Regions from separate parts of the Ctenopharyngodon idella genome. Here region 1 is linked to region 2. Evidence: chromatin contacts called from public Hi-C data. All regions are on one chromosome and are shown on one strand. Each heading gives the region's core, a stretch centred on a gene start, on an enhancer-like site or on the middle of the called end of the contact. The rest is flanking DNA. Distances are from core to core; before and after follow the strand shown.

Evidence for each region. Hi-C and Micro-C count contacts between places; a contact is called where the count stands out from the background.
Region 1: a contact with region 2 is called in a Hi-C map of muscle, with 7 times the contacts expected there. The contact joins the promoter of mrpl23 here to the promoter of igf2b in region 2. A contact is called at or near these places in 2 of 2 Hi-C or Micro-C datasets (both in muscle).

The regions. Positions count from the first base shown.
Region 1 is chr24:22,296,842-22,300,440 of HZGC01, reverse strand. mrpl23 (mitochondrial ribosomal protein L23) reads left to right here and starts at 2,131. Exons shown (of 5, transcript XM_051884730.1): 1 at 2,131-2,298; 2 at 2,948-3,070. The coding sequence starts at 2,282.
Region 2 is chr24:22,143,714-22,147,399 of HZGC01, reverse strand. It overlaps igf2b (insulin-like growth factor 2b), which reads right to left and starts at 1,677. Exons shown (of 4, transcript XM_051884190.1): 1 at 1,494-1,677; 2 at 316-466. The coding sequence starts at 1,562.

The DNA of each region.
Region 1 (3,599 bases), core at 882-3,381, 150 kb before region 2:
TCTTTGCTCAAGAAACACTATGTCTATAAAGGCTAATGTTTTATGTATCTGAAGAGCAGAGAAGAGTCTTCGTCTGATATTTCCCGTCTAGTTGTAGCTAATATGCTATGCTATAAAGGATATAAGTTAAATATAGCCTTAATATTAAATGATCAAATTTAACATAGCAAAATTTGATTTGCTCTGGAACAAGTAATAGATTACTAAGACCATAGATTGCCTGTTTTATGTACCCCAAATGAATTATATCTCATGTTTAACCACTGTAAGACACAGCGGCAAATCCCCAAAGCACTGGCCAAGATGAAGCTGTTCTCGGCGGGTACATGAGCACTGAATGGCCGCTGATGGCCTGGAGCTTGCACCTACGAAAATGTCTAAACAAATTGTAAAATAGGCAATATGATTAAATATGAGTCACATATTTCAGGTCTAAACAACTACATTCTCGCCTAAAAAACCTTTAAAACAACAGTTTGTGGTACAAGTGTAGTATTTGCAAAAATTACAGTAGATTTGCTCGGCTGCCATGACAGTCGCTTCAAGCGGAGTGATACAAAACGGTGAAAAGGTATGAGTGCTCTTATCACTAAAATATTGCATGGCTATCAGCCAATCAGATTCGAGAACCAGAAAGAACTGGGGCACGTTCAAGCTCAAACCGGTGCACAACGTTTTGCTACGGTTTCCGGGTTGAACGACATGTTTTCTGGAAACAGTGTGCAGCCGGGTTTGAGATACGTTTTCTTTGGTGGGTGTGTCAAAAATGTTAGCCCAATCAGCATCAACATGTATATAAACCACACGGTATTAAAGAGACAGCTCGCACAATAGGTCCAAGTAAAGTCGTTTACAAATGTGTTCTCTTTTATTCTGGACAGCAAGGGCAGTGACTGTAACATTGAGTGTATTTTGCTGTATTAAACACGTATTTATACTGACTTCATCAGGCTCTGAAAATTCTTCAAAAAGAATACAAAGAATGGCCTTCTCAGCTGCCATAGTTACAACTCTTGCGTCATCAGAACAGGGTGTTCAACGCACCACCGTTTCTGTTTAAAAAACGTTTTGCAACGTTTTATCGGGGCTGAACGCAGCCCTGTTGTGTGTGTGTAAATATATATATATATATATATATATATATATATATATATTTACACACACACAACATGAATTTGTGTTAATGGGGTAGGCTACATCTAGAAAACCATCTGGCTTTAAAGTTGATTAACATTTTAGGCCTATATAAAATATGCAGCAATGTTTAATGGGGACATAAAATCCAACAAACTGTAGGAGTGACCCATCCATTATTTTGTATAGCCTCGATTTGAGCACAAAGTACGTGCTTTCCGCAGATGTAATTGTTGCAAATGTAATTGTTTAGCTGATTATTTTTTTATTATTTATGCATTATTTATTCACCCTGTTCAAAGCCTGTTAAATAGTACATACAAACAGTTTAATTAGCATGAATACTTATGTGACTACCCTGATTAAGTAGAGGCGCGTGACCAACCAAGTAATCAGTGTAGTTTGCAGCCCCCTCTGTTGGTGAAAATAACCGCTACACCAGCATGTTTGTCGGGCAATTGTTTTTTTTTTTTTTTGCTGTGTGTTTTCGGGGTGTTTTGAACTGGCTGTGAAACGGGGACATTTCCAGGGACAGCTCCAGTCGGGGACAGAACAACAAATATTTGTTATACACAACCAAAATATTTTTAAAGTGCAATTCCAGTAAACAATTCGAACATTTTGAACGCATCTCTATAGATCTGTACAAAAATATTACATGATTCTGGAAATATATTAAATGTCTAAAGAGGAAACTTTCATTATAAGGCGGAAATAGAAATGTGACATGAAGGAGCAGAGAACGGTCAAACGACGTCAGATGACGTCTTGACATTTCAATCAAAATAAAAGTTCCAACAGCATATTAAAAAAAAAAAAGAAAATATAAACATGAACATTTACTTTAAAACTAGACTGACTTTTGTCCTCGTTTTCATAACCACAATCCATAGTTTGAAGTAGATATTAAACGTGTATTTATTTTATTCTCTCATCTATTACAATACTCCACAATTGTTTTTTTTTAACAGCATTGTCCAGTCCATAAACGAGAGCATTGGAACACAGTGTGGAAAAAACAGGGCTTTTATTTTGAATATTTACAGACTCTTGTCCGCGCAGTTTTCACAGCACAGCAGTGCTCGAGGACCTTGAATAAAATCAAAACAGCACATGTGTTTGTAGACGTTTAGAACATTTACAGGACATGGCGAAACGTATATTGTAAGTGTTTTTATGTTTGTTTATTTTATCTAATGGTGCACATCTAAACTGATGTTTTATGTATAAAAAACAGTAAAATTACAAAATGTGTACCTGTGCAGATTTACACAATACTTCAACTTGTCGGACTACTAGTGCAAGCACTTCCATGGTGCCATGGTATTACCATGTTTTGTGGCGTGTACCATGATAATACCATGTTTAAGACGCGGTACCATGGTAATACTATGTTTGTGAACGTGGTGCCATGACAATATCATGTTTTTGGACATGATATAATGCCGGTACAAGAATAATGCCATCATTCATGATAATGCTATATTCATTTTGAGCACCACATCTGGGTAATACTACTAGTTTATTTTTAAGACGTGGTACCATGATAGTAGTGTTCTTCTTTGAAGTGTTTGCTTGAGTACCATGGAAATACTTTGGTATGAATACGGCAATCGTTTAAGTACCATGGTAGATGTACCATTACCAAAAGTGTGATAAAGATATACATATTTATACCAAAAGTGTGATATAAAAAAAAATTCTATATATATGTGTGTGTGTGTGTGTGTGTGTGTATATATATATATATATATATATATATATAATATTATATAAAATTTTATGTAATTTGTCATTTCTGTCATTTGTTCAGATACCCTTTATACCAGCTGGGTAACCCACAGCTGAGAATATTCCGACCCACCTTCAACCTGACCCTGGTCAGACCAGGCAAAGAACAGCCACCTGATACAGTACAGTTTCGCATTCCTATGGAGTAAGTATTTCGTCATTTTCATCAATAAAACCAATTGTGCCACTGTTGTGTTATTGATTAGTTGATTGGGATTGTGAACTTGTTTTTAAATTTTATTATTTTATAGTTTTGCCTGAGGTGCACTTATAGAGCTAGTATGATTTTTACATCAAAAATTTTCATAATTTAGAAATAAAAGGCCATTTTCTCCCCTTATTTTTAGCTCTCTGTTTGAAGGGGCGTGTCTGCTGTGAGGCTTTAATGTAAACACCCATTGCTGTGATTGGCATATGAAATATGTATTACATGTGGAACTCTCTCAAAAACTTGTACTACGTTTTTACTATTACAGCTATTTAACTTATTAACTAATCGTGAAAAGTGTTGATTATAGCACTATATTTAGATCTACTACATCGGAACATTGTATCCGATGACAGACAGTCTGTTGCGGGTATGAATGCTGTGATCTCGTCATTGCAGCTCAATTTCTGCATTCTCATGAATGCTTTCATCATAACTAACAGTTCATGATGTAAATAAGAGTATA
Region 2 (3,686 bases), core at 428-2,927:
AAGCTGTCTCAATCCATCCAGCCGTGTAAGAGGACAAACAACTTTTTTTCAATTGAGTGTAGCCTGGGAACATTTCTGGAGAGGTGAATGGAATGCCACTTGGGTACTATTACTTTCCCTGGCGGAATGTGCAAGTAAACAACCAGGCCATTGTGGCTCATTTAGCATCCCTTTCATATGCAATCACAGATATCGCGAGAGAATGCGCCCAGTCAGCACAATCTGCAGAGACTTCGCTCGTAACTCTGGTCATTCGTGACATACAATTGGAAGGGTTTCCAAACTAAAAAGAAAAAAATGTGCAAATGTACGTACTGAAATAGAAGCCTCTGTCTTCGCACACAAACTGTAGCGCGTCCACCAGCTCTCCACCACATAACGTTTCAGCTGAAGCCACTTCGAAGGCAGACAGGGTTAAAAACAGTATGCATATGGGCATCCGTATGGACCAGTACATCTTTATGACCTGTGGAGATAATGTGTTTTAGTTTAGCATTTCATTTTTAATGTACAAAGCTGATCTTTGTATTAAAAAGATCTTGTGTATACCTTAATACTGAACTATTAGCTTCCTCGAGGCATTCAATTTAGTAATCCAATACATTGTTTGCATGCATAGCCATCTGCTTGATCACATGGTCAAAACCAGTATGGCAATGTAAAGCACTGGAATTATTCTTGCATGCATGTTTTTTCTATTCATGCACGTTGGTTTAAGCAACAAAAAAGAGGTCAGACTTCTTCAATGCATTGAATTCACCAAATGCAATACTGGAAAATTGTGCATTTTGTAGTAATGCGTTTAATTTTTCACTAAAAAGATGATATTTTACAGTCTAAAGACCAGCTGATCAATTATCTTAAAGATCTTCCTTTGGTATCAGTCACTAGTCCTTCAGTGCATTAAAATCGCTGGGATTCTACATGCATGCATCGACTTTTTAATTATCTGCTTAACGCTAGCAGATGAATTGATTATCCGAATCGAAAAGAGCTTTTATCTCCTCATTTACACTCTTACACAACGTTCAACAAGTTGCAAGGCTGTTCAATATACCCAGCTATCTCATTCCTCACAACTCAGCATATAATTTCCTTAAACCCAGCTCATTTAAAGTGCTGTCGCCCCCTTGCGCAACTTCGTTCCCGTGCGCGCGTATCCTGAATGAAGTGTCAAGTACATTTCTGTTTGTAAAGCGCTTTACTATACATTTCCAAATCAGCTTTACGGTAATTCATAATGGTATTTTGTATAATACCTTATAGTACTCCACATTTAACGCTGTCAAGATGTTTAGAGCTGTTAGCAGTTACGAGTGTCAAAAACATATCCGTTGCAAAAGAAATCTCTCTCCTTTTCCGAACGTGTCAATTTCTGATATTTGTTTTCAAGCCAATAACAACGTTAGATATTTTTCTAATTAATTAAGAGAGTCTTACTAATGCAATCATCTCCAGATATGTCCTAAAGGCTGTTAAAAGGTTTTCTTTACCTTGTTTATGAAGCTGTCTGTTCTCAAGCAGGTATGGCAAACAGAATGATGTTTTAGTTGGTCCTCCATGACAACGTAAAAAAATGCGGTCTTGTTGTATTTGGTTGAAAAGGTCTGTTTAGTTTCCCCAGTTGGTGTTAGGATGTTGTGTGGAGCTGTCCCAAAAATCAGGCGACAGGCAAAAGTTCTGTGAGAGAAGTATTATATACCCAAACCCGCCCCTTAACACCCCCCTCCACCCCCCGCCCCTCTTGTGCGCATGTCCGTGAGAGGTAAAGCTCGAGGTGGTCAGTGAATCCTCTCCAGCAGTCCAGCCGAGTTCCCTGGTGCAGTTTTCCAAGAAATCCAGATCACAAAAAGGTCAATGGACGTTAGAAAATGTGCTTTCCTAAAATATTATGCCGCCTAAAACGTTATTTCCCAAATTTATTTTAACACCATCTCAGCCAATTCATAAATAAATACATGTATAATAAAACAATAAATAGACAAAGTTCAGAATTTCAGAAATGCACATGTCATCGATATCAGAGTATTTGGCAGACAGAGGCAGTCGATGTGTAAAATTTTACAATGGAAAGTGCCCGGATGATAAGGAGAGAACATGAAACACTTTGTGCCGTCATTTCCTCTGATATCCACCTGCCTTATCGATCCTCACGCGAATAGTGGCTGTAATGATGGTAATTCACTTTACAGCCTGACCCATTCAGAGCACTGAGAAGATAATGAAGAATTAGCTAGACTTGAATTGAACTTAAATTGGTTTGATTGGATTATTTGGAAATGTCATCCATCACCTGGCAAAGCAATAAGGGCCATTATTTGATGCAGATGTTATTCTTCATGGACACTAGTCTCCAACTGATATAATGCAGGGCCAAAATGTCTACTGCCTTACCAAAACACAATAATATATATATGCAGTATATATATATATATATATATATATATATATATATATATATATATAATACATAATTTATATATTTATACATTTATATATTATATATGATATAATATATGTATTCATTATATATAATATAATATGTATAAGAACTACATACATAATATTAATGCATAAATATTAAATATATATATATATATATATATATATATATAATAATCTGTTTTGTATAAATCGGTAGTATAATATATATATATATATATATATATATATATATATATATATATATATATATATAAAAGAACTAAATACATAATATTAATGCATAATATATATATATATATATATATATATATTATACATTATATATACAATTATATATATATATATGCAAACTGTATATATAATGTAATATATATATAATATAAGAAATACATTATATTAATGCATATAATATTTATACACTATATTAAATATAAATATATACATTATACATGCAAACTGTATATATAACTATATATAATATAATATATATAATATAAGAACTAAATACATAATATTAATCATATAATATTTATACATTTATATATATATATATATATATATATATATATATACACACACACACACACACACACACAATATGTTTTGTATAAGCGCTAGAATATTTGAAAATAAACTGACTTGCCTTGACTTTATTATATATGGCAAATTGTTCTTTGTTTTAAATGTCATGATCATTAAGATTAATGTAGGCTGTTTTTGTTTTAAAAATGGTGGATTGGATTGGCCAGTGAATATTTCATGAAAACTCATTTTAGGGTTGGAATTTATCTTCAGTAAAATTCCATTCTGTTAGGGTAGTTAAATAAGGAAAACACGAGAATGACTGGCAAAATGTGGACATCAGAAACCGTGCATTGTAAAATGAACAGCTTCTTGCCAAAACAACGCAAATTAAATATGCAAAGTGATGATAAACAGCACAAAGTCTGGTAGAAATTTATGAGAAAATTAGAGAAAGTATATGGGCCCTGTTTTATGTGACAGCAAAATGGTGCCCCTGCTGGTAAAACAAAGAATAGTGGCACATGAAAAAAAGGGGGGCCTGCTGCTGGCATGAATTATCAATGCACTCTGTTACTGGAAGCACCATTATAAAGACATTAAACCTCTCTTCCTCTGTCTCCTATTATCCATCAGATGAGGGAAGCAGGAAACCCAAAAGATCTGTAGGCCTTGCAATAAATCATTCACTGCATTCAGTAAGCTGCATTTTCATCTGA